2 separate regions of the Mus musculus genome follow, and region 1 is linked to region 2. Evidence: chromatin contacts called from public Hi-C data. All regions are on one chromosome and are shown on one strand. The core of a region is the stretch at or near the end of the contact, and the rest is flanking DNA. Distances in the headings are between cores, read along the strand shown.

The links. Hi-C and Micro-C count contacts between places; a contact is called where the count stands out from the background.
Region 1: a contact with region 2 is called in a Hi-C map of pancreatic cancer cells. The contact joins the enhancer-like site here to the promoter of Gdf1 in region 2. A contact is called at or near these places in 5 of 39 promoter capture datasets (embryonic stem cells, hematopoietic stem and progenitor cells, liver and 2 more), 2 of 484 Hi-C or Micro-C datasets (bone marrow-derived macrophages and pancreatic cancer cells), 4 of 115 datasets of contacts at active chromatin or transcription factors (the 230-238 cell line and embryonic stem cells) and 4 of 9 other capture datasets (adipose tissue, liver, macrophages and 1 more).

The regions. Positions count from the first base shown.
Region 1 is chr8:70,413,359-70,417,440 of GRCm38.p6, forward strand. The region is part of intron 1 of Crtc1 (CREB regulated transcription coactivator 1); the gene reads right to left. Among named protein-coding and RNA genes, the nearest start is that of Crtc1, 24 kb to the right of the region's middle. Within about 2 kb of position 1,398, at least 27 of the 459 cell types and tissues checked have an H3K27ac peak or open chromatin away from gene starts, as enhancers often do. A contact at or near this core is called in bone marrow-derived macrophages and pancreatic cancer cells, where this site is marked.
Region 2 is chr8:70,314,075-70,317,791 of GRCm38.p6, forward strand. It overlaps Gdf1 (growth differentiation factor 1), which reads left to right and starts at 1,701. Exons shown (of 8, transcript NM_001163282.2): 1 at 1,701-2,034. It overlaps Cers1 (ceramide synthase 1), which reads left to right and starts at 1,701. Exons shown (of 8, transcript NM_138647.3): 1 at 1,701-2,034. The coding sequence starts at 1,786.

The DNA of each region.
Region 1 (4,082 bases), core at 148-2,647, 99 kb after region 2:
CCTGCTGGTTGCAGCCTTGGATCCTTCTAGAAAGTCAGCCTCTATCCAGCTGACCTTCAAAGCAGTGCCTGGCCATTGGAGTCAGGGTGGGAGTGTCCCTACTGTACCTTACATTGCTGTCCTGTGGTAAGAACTTCTCCTGACAATCTTCCCGGTCCCTCCTGCTGACTCGAGCCGAGGCTGAGGCCTGGCTGTTTTATTAGGTGGTGCCACTGCTGCTGCTGCCCCAGTATTTCCATGAGACGTTTACAAGTGGATTGAGCTGCCGCCGCTAACCTGTGAACTGAACTGCCAATTTCCAGACAACACTGACAAAGTTGCTCCCAAAAAACTTTTCTAAACAGTTCCACTTCCCCTATATCCTTTCTTTTACACTACCTCTATTGGGTAGTGTGCTAAAAAGAGGTTAAAACATTTTAAAAACATCATTAAAAATAATATTAAAAAATTAAAGTTACAGCAAATCCCAACTGAATATGGTAAGACTGGGTTACAATCCTAGAGCTACCCAACTACCGCAAGCAGGATGGCTTGAAGCCATGGACATTCCTCGCCTCCGTTCCCCTGGAGGCTCCTTTCTGTCTTGTCTATCTACAAACCCAAGGCAGCCTGGGACTTGGGGTCATGGCTCTAGCATCTACAGTCCACACTGTACCTCCTATGTCTTGGCCTCAGTCCATGTCCACTTCTGTCTTCTGTTCGCATGGCACAGACCTCAGTATCTTTGAGCCCCATGATCAGCAGCACCCAGAAAGGTCAGCTTTACAAGAACCCATAGACTCCTCCGACTCCTACGCCACTGTGATGATCCCCACAGCTTGGTGGAGTCAGCTGTGAAGTGGAAACCTGTGGCTTCTTTGGAAAGTCAGTTTTGTCAGATGGTGTTTTGCTGGGGCAGACATGTTTTCCTAAAGCAGACACATGTGAGAGGATGTTTTGCTAAAGCAAACATGTAAGAAGACACATGATGTCAAGAAGGACACAACAGACGCAGGCGACACTGGATGGTGTTGGTACACCTTGCCATTCCTTAATTACCATTGTTTGTCCTCACTTCATAGAAATGCACCAAAACTCTTGGTGGTTTTCTGGCAGCTTCTGGCTACTTCCTCAGATTTGGGATGACTGGCAGAGTGATGTCGGCTGAGTTTTGCTAAGACAGACTCACGTGGTGAGGCAATACCCATGGAAGGACACATGATGTTTGGAGGAGGGAGTACACATAGGACCCAACATTGATGGCAAGCTTGCATGGCTGGACTTACAATGCTTCAGTGTCTCACTCATATCTTCATCTTTGCTGATTTTCACTTCATTCAGAGAGGCATAATATAGAATTTCTCCTGCCGGTCCTGGTGGCTCCTGCTGACTTGTGCTGATTCATTGAGGCCTGGGTGTTTCTGCTGGGTCATGCCACCACTGCTGATTCATGTTTGCTCTCCTGACACAACTGAACTAGACACCTGATATCCTGACAATTAGAGATTGAACTCGTCCCAAAGAACTGTTTCTAAACAGGTATGGTTCACTTCCCCTGTATCCTAATACACTATTTCTTTTCACTATCTCTGGAGGGTGATGGGCTAGAAGGAAGGTTAAAGCATTTCAGAACTCTTATTAAAAGTAGGTTTTCAAAAAACCAAAAAAAAAAAAAAAAAGTAGATTTTAAAAAAAATTGAAGACTACACAGGTATTCCAAGTTTGGTGGGGCCAGGCGTGGTGGTGGCCTTTAATCCCAGTACTTGGGAGGCAGAGGCAGGCGGATTTCTGAGTTCGAGGCCAGCCTGGTCTACAGAGTGAGTTCCAGGACAGCCAGGGCTACACAGAAAAACCCTGTCTCAAAAAACCAAAAAAACAAAAACAAAAACAAAAAACCCAACCAAGTTCAGTGGAGAAGTTTCTAGAAGAATTAGCAGACTCTCATAGCACCCCCAATCAGAAAGTGACCTAAGTATGGGAATTTTGTGTCCACAGAATTCCTGACACCCAACCCAAACAGACACCAAAGGGCACTGAGCCAGCCCTGGGAATTGGCTCTCACCTTAACCCAGGAATCACCTTGAGACTATATTATAAAACATATATCTTAGCTAGGTATAGTGGTGCATGCCTTTAATACCAGCACTTAAGAGGCAGAGGCAGGTGGATCTATGAGACAGAGGCTAGCTGGGTCTACAGAGAGAGTTCCAGGAAAGTCAGAGATACACAGAGAAATCCTGTCTCAAAAACAAAACAAAACAAAACAAAACCATGTATTTTATTCTATTTTTAATTACATGGGTGGGTGGGTGTCTGTGTGTAGGCATGTGCACATGTCTGAAGATACCAGAAGGGGGCACTGTAACACCTGGAGCCTGAAGGAATCCAGGTTCTCTGCAAGAACAGTGCTTACAATTCCTAAGTCCTGCGCCATCTCTCCAGCCCCCTAATTAAGGACTTCAGTTCTGCATAAGGTCACAGCCCCTGCCTCTGGAGCATGAAGACACATTGCTGGGGAGACACAGTACAGTCTACTCCCCTGATGGACAACTCACGCCTGGGAAAGAGGCATGCCTGCCAAAGAGACATGGCCTGCCTAGCTAGGAGGTAGCTAAGGTGGTGGTGGGGCTGTTTTATAGGGGGCCGGGGGACCCCCCCCTCCCACTGCAGATGGAGCACCTCCCCAGGTGGACAGCTCAGTGGAGGCATCCCTCTGGCTAAACTCCCTGGGATGGTATGACCAGCGCGTCATAAAAAAGCCACCTCTGGCCTTGTATGGAGCCACTCTGGGTATCTCCTGGGGAAAGGACCTGGCAGGCCCCATTTTCCCTAGGAGATCTGAGCAACCCCACGCCCACTATCCCCTCCTAGACTCAATGTTCAGATGGAGTGGCCTTGGGCAGGCCAGGACTGCTTGTAGTCACCATGGCAACAGGCTGGCCTTGTAAAGATATTAAAGAGAGCAGGCCAGCTGACACTGGGGCTCTGTCCTGTGCAGAGAGTCTAGTAGGAAAGAGTAGGAGGGGAAGGCTACGAAAGGGATGTGTGTTCCCTGCACGCTCAGCTTTCCCTTCCACTGGCTTGGCCCTCTGCTCTTTCCAGCCTCATAGCCTTGCATCAGATAAGCCAGCAGCAGCTACCTCAGGGCTTCTGCATGGAAACCAGCAAGGGGCATGGCAGTTGACTAGAGCTCCATGGAACTCTCCATTCCTCAGTTTACCATCTGAACCTCCTTAACAGAGGGCTATCTCCTGCTTGCTTGTCACCTCCATGGTAGCCAGGAAGAGAGCCTGGAAGAGAAGCAGGGCTTGGCTATGCAGGAAAGCAGCTAGAAAAACACTTGCAGGATTATCCAGAAGAGCTGCTCTCGGGACCTCAGGTGGGGACACAGCTGCTGTGCCTGGACAGGGCAGCTGCCCCTCTGCTAATGGCTGAAATGGAGAAAGAGGCTCAAAGACTAACCCTGGCCTTCCTAGTGTTAGGGCAGCATGCACCCCAGGAGAGGCCGATAGCACACAGTCCTGGGGGGCCCCACCCTTGGGCCACCTATCCAGAGTTCTCTGAGAGGGAGAGCTAATCTCCCTGGATTCTAAAAGCACAGCAGGAGGCAGCAAGCTCAGGGAAAGTTGGAGGAGCTGCTGAAGTGCAGGAGGGCAGGGACAAGGGCCTTGGGGGGAGTGTGTGCAAGGGCAGGGACCTAAGACAGCACTGAAGCCACGCCTAGATAGAGACTGGGACTCCTTCCCCACTACATCGGACACCTTGACTGCCTCCCCTGCCCATGCTGCCCCAGCCCTGTCACCACCCACGTCCCCAAGCTCTCCCGGAGAGGTACCATCTGCTCCCTACAGCTAAGCTCTTAGATTCCACAGAGCCAGGCTGTTGCACTGTCATGGCCTCACACGAGGATTTCAGCTCACCTAGGTGGAGCAGAACCAGCCACCAGGCAATAAGGACTGGCTTGCTACAATCTCCAACAATGGGAAGAGAGGGCTCTAGCGTGGCAAGGAAGATGGGGACAAGAACTGTAACCTCTCATCCAATCCACTCCTGTGGAGAGGGTTTGTGTGCCCCTATTCTAAGACTTTGAAATACCTGATCTC
Region 2 (3,717 bases), core at 451-2,950:
GATCCTGCCTCAAAAACTAAATACAGGCCGGGCAGTGGTGGCACACACCTTTAATCCCAGCACTTGGGAGGCAGAGGCAGGTGATTTCTGATTTCGAGCGCAGCCTGGTCTACAAAGTGAGTTCCAGGACAGCCAGGGCTATACAGAGAAACCCTGTCTCAAAAAACAAAATAAAAACTAAACACAGGGTCTGGAGAGGTGTGACAGCTCGCAGTTCCGAGTGTTGGCTGCTCTCGCCAAGCAAGGCCTCAGGTTCAGCTCTCAGTGTGTAACTCTAGTTCCAGGGGGTCTGATGCCCTCCTTGCCTCTGGGCACCAAGCAGAGAAAATGCACCAAATGGCTACATCTTTTTTAAATGGTGTAGGTGAGAGGGCTAGAGAGCTAGGCCAGTGGTTAAAAACCACTCTTTGTTTTGTTTTTCAAGACAGGGTTTCTCTGCAGCCCTGGCTGTCCTAGATGGAACTCACTCTGTAGACTAGGCTGATCTTGAACTCAGAAATCCGCCTGCCTCTGCCTCCCAAGTGCTAGGATTAAAGGCCTGTGCCACTAGGCCTGGCCTAAAAACCACTCTTGCAGAGGACTGATGTTCTGACCCCAGCAGCAATGTCCACCCAGCCAACAGCAGCCTGTTGCTCCATCTCCATGGGGTCTACCTTCCAGTCCCATGGGCACTTATACTCATGTGGCATATGTGCACACAGACACAGATATATCAAAAGTCTTATTAAAATGCAGTTTTCTAATAAGTATATGTATATGAGTCCTCTGACGTCATGCACACCAGAAGAGGGCATTTGATCCCATTACAGATGGTTGTGAGCCAAGATTTAAACTCAGGACCTTTGGAAGAGCAAACAGTGCTCTTAACCACTGAGCCATCCAAGGTTTTAAATACTGATGGAGGAAGACTCTGGGCATCTATCTCTGGCCTCCGTACTTGTACCCTTGGCGTGCATGAGTGCACATAGTTCATGCGTGCACATACAGGAGGCTGGAGACCTAGTATGCACAGAGCCTGCGTTCCACTGCCAGCAATAAATAAACCACGTATGGCAGCGCAAAGCTGCCTTCCAAGCACTCAGAAGGCAGAAAAGAGAATCAGGAGTTCGAAATCATCCTCAGCTACACAGCAAGTACTCAGTTGGAAGATCAGCACAAGAGGCTATATGGCTGGAGGAGTTAGTAAGGATCAGGCTAATCTTTATGGCTTTGGCTCAGTGGTGATGGGACAATGGGAGGCTGATCTTTGGACAGTCCTCAGCCCACTACCATTTGTCAGCTCCACCCTCACAGTCTACCAGTGAATTTCTATGGGTCTAGGCTAGGACACTCACAGGCTCCAAAGCTGGCTGTACCCACAGAACCAGGCGCCCTGCATTCAGACCAGTGGGCAAAGGGCGAGTACCAACAACCCAAGCATGGGCTGAATCCTTTTTTTTTTTTTTTTTAATTGTCTCATTGCTTTTATTTGTGTGAATGGGCGCCCAAGTGGAGGTCAGAGGATAATTTGTGTCAGTCTGTCCTCACCTTCACCCGCTGAGCCATCTTGACCGCAGAAGGCAGTCGCAGACTTGAGTAGAGGACCACTTAGTCTCAAAGCAGCACCAAGAGGAGGGCAGGAGGGGTGGTGCTCTGCATAACGGGGGCGGGGCCCGAGAGACCACGCCCCATTCTTGCTCTGGGGGGGCCCGCGCGCCCCCTGCCTGGCTGCGGCGCGTGACGCGAGGGCGCGCGGCGACTCGGACCGGTGCAGGCAACAGCGGAGACAGCGGAGAATTGGATAGCATGGCTGCTGCCGCGGCGACCCCCAGGCTCGAGGCGCCAGAGCCCATGCCGAGTTATGCGCAGATGTTGCAACGAAGCTGGGCCTCGGCGCTGGCGGCGGCTCAGGGCTGCGGGGACTGCGGCTGGGGACTGGCGCGCCGCGGCCTGGCGGAGCACGCGCACCTGGCTGCACCCGAGCTGCTGCTGGCCGTGCTCTGCGCTCTGGGGTGGACAGCGTTGCGCTGGGCAGCCACCACACACATCTTTCGGGTCAGTGAGACCTAGGAGGGTGGGGGACTGAGAACTGCAAAAGGAGAATGAGTGGGGCCTCACCTCACGTATTCCTATGTCCATGGTGGCCGCTGGAAAGTGGGGGGCTCGGGTTTGGAGATGCCCAGGATGTTGGGGCCTCAGGCTATCGCGAGACCCTTTGCGCGGGTTGGATGCCGGGGGGGGGGCTGAATTGAGGTGACGCTGTGATGGATTTGGTGTCCAATATAGTGTGGGGTGTTCTGGGTCCAGGGAAACCAGATCCACACCCTGTCCTGGGTCATTTCGATAGAATCTAGGGCGATCAGCTCGGTACAGCCTCTAGGCTGTTGCAGACCGGAGGACCGACCTGGGGCCCTTCCTGGGGATCGACTTGGGGATCCTGGACGGGAGGCCTCGAGATATACAGAGGTCACCTGTGCCCTGCGTCACGGGGAGCTGCTGAGCCTACACCCAGTCTGTGCAGTCGAGGCTCCGCCCCTGTCTGGGGTCCACATCACCCCTGAGCCAGTGATTGCACAGGCCTGCATGTCATGGGCCAAGCAAGCAGAGGGGCTCAACCTTGGAAATGACCCTGTCTATGTCAAGGCTGGATTCTGCCGCCCCCATGGGGTGATGGTCAAAATGTTCTCTTTCTGGCAACTAAGAAGGCCACCAACCAGGTCTGAAGGATGACCCTGTAGTGATTGCACTGATGACATTAGTACCTGAGCCTGTTCTTCATCCCCCTCCTGGGGTTAGGGGGTCTCTGTGGCATTTAGGCCAGTACCATGGTGGATACTCCCCCAGGGGACTAGCTGGGGACATCCCACCCCCCTGTAACTGAAAGTGGCAGGGGGGTGCGGGGACAGAGAGCATTGTGCCAACAAAGGGGCCTTTCTCTGCTGGCGGGAAGAGGCTGTTCCTTGTTAGGTCAAGACAGGGTGTTGTCCAGCTCCAGGGCCCACCCTGCCTGGTATCACCCACTGGAGGGAGCAACTTCAGCCCCCAGCTGCTGTGGGGAGGTCCAGGCTAGAGTGAGAAGGGCCAAGGCACCGTGCAGTCATGGTCCCCATCTGCCTTGGCCCTGACACTCTCTCGGTGTCCATCTAGGAAGCTGGAGGCCTTGACGAGGCCTGATGCCACCTCAGTTCCACCCTCACCCTTCCTAAGAACTGGGTGGAGGGGCGTCCCACTCTCCAAGCTCAACTTGGCAGCAGCCTGGTTGCTAAGGGTTACAGGAGCTGGGCTCTGGCTGTCTCCATGACAACCGCTGAGTGCTCAGTGCTCCTCTGGCCCCCTCAGCCTTGAGAGGAAGGGGGCTGGGTTTGGCGTTCAGCTCCGGAGCTCCACCCCCAGGGTGCTGGAGCCTTCCCTGACACTAGTCCGCCTATTCCAACAGTCTTTTGTAGTTTTTGAGACAGTCTCACACTCTGAAGCCCAGGTTGGTGAAACTCATGGCAATCCTCCTGCCTCAACTTCCCAAGTATTGGGATGATAGACATGTACCTTCTAATTCAGGGCACACTATCCAGTGGCGTCTTTGTGTCCCCAGAGTCAGGTTGTCTCACCATCACATGATTCCCTTTCACTTTTTCCCCCCCTTCTCCCTCTACACCACCCCGTTTCTCTTAGCAGACTCTGGCCGGCTTCCCCTCCCAGGCATCCTCCTAGACTCAATTTCCCTTCCTGTCTTCCTCTCAG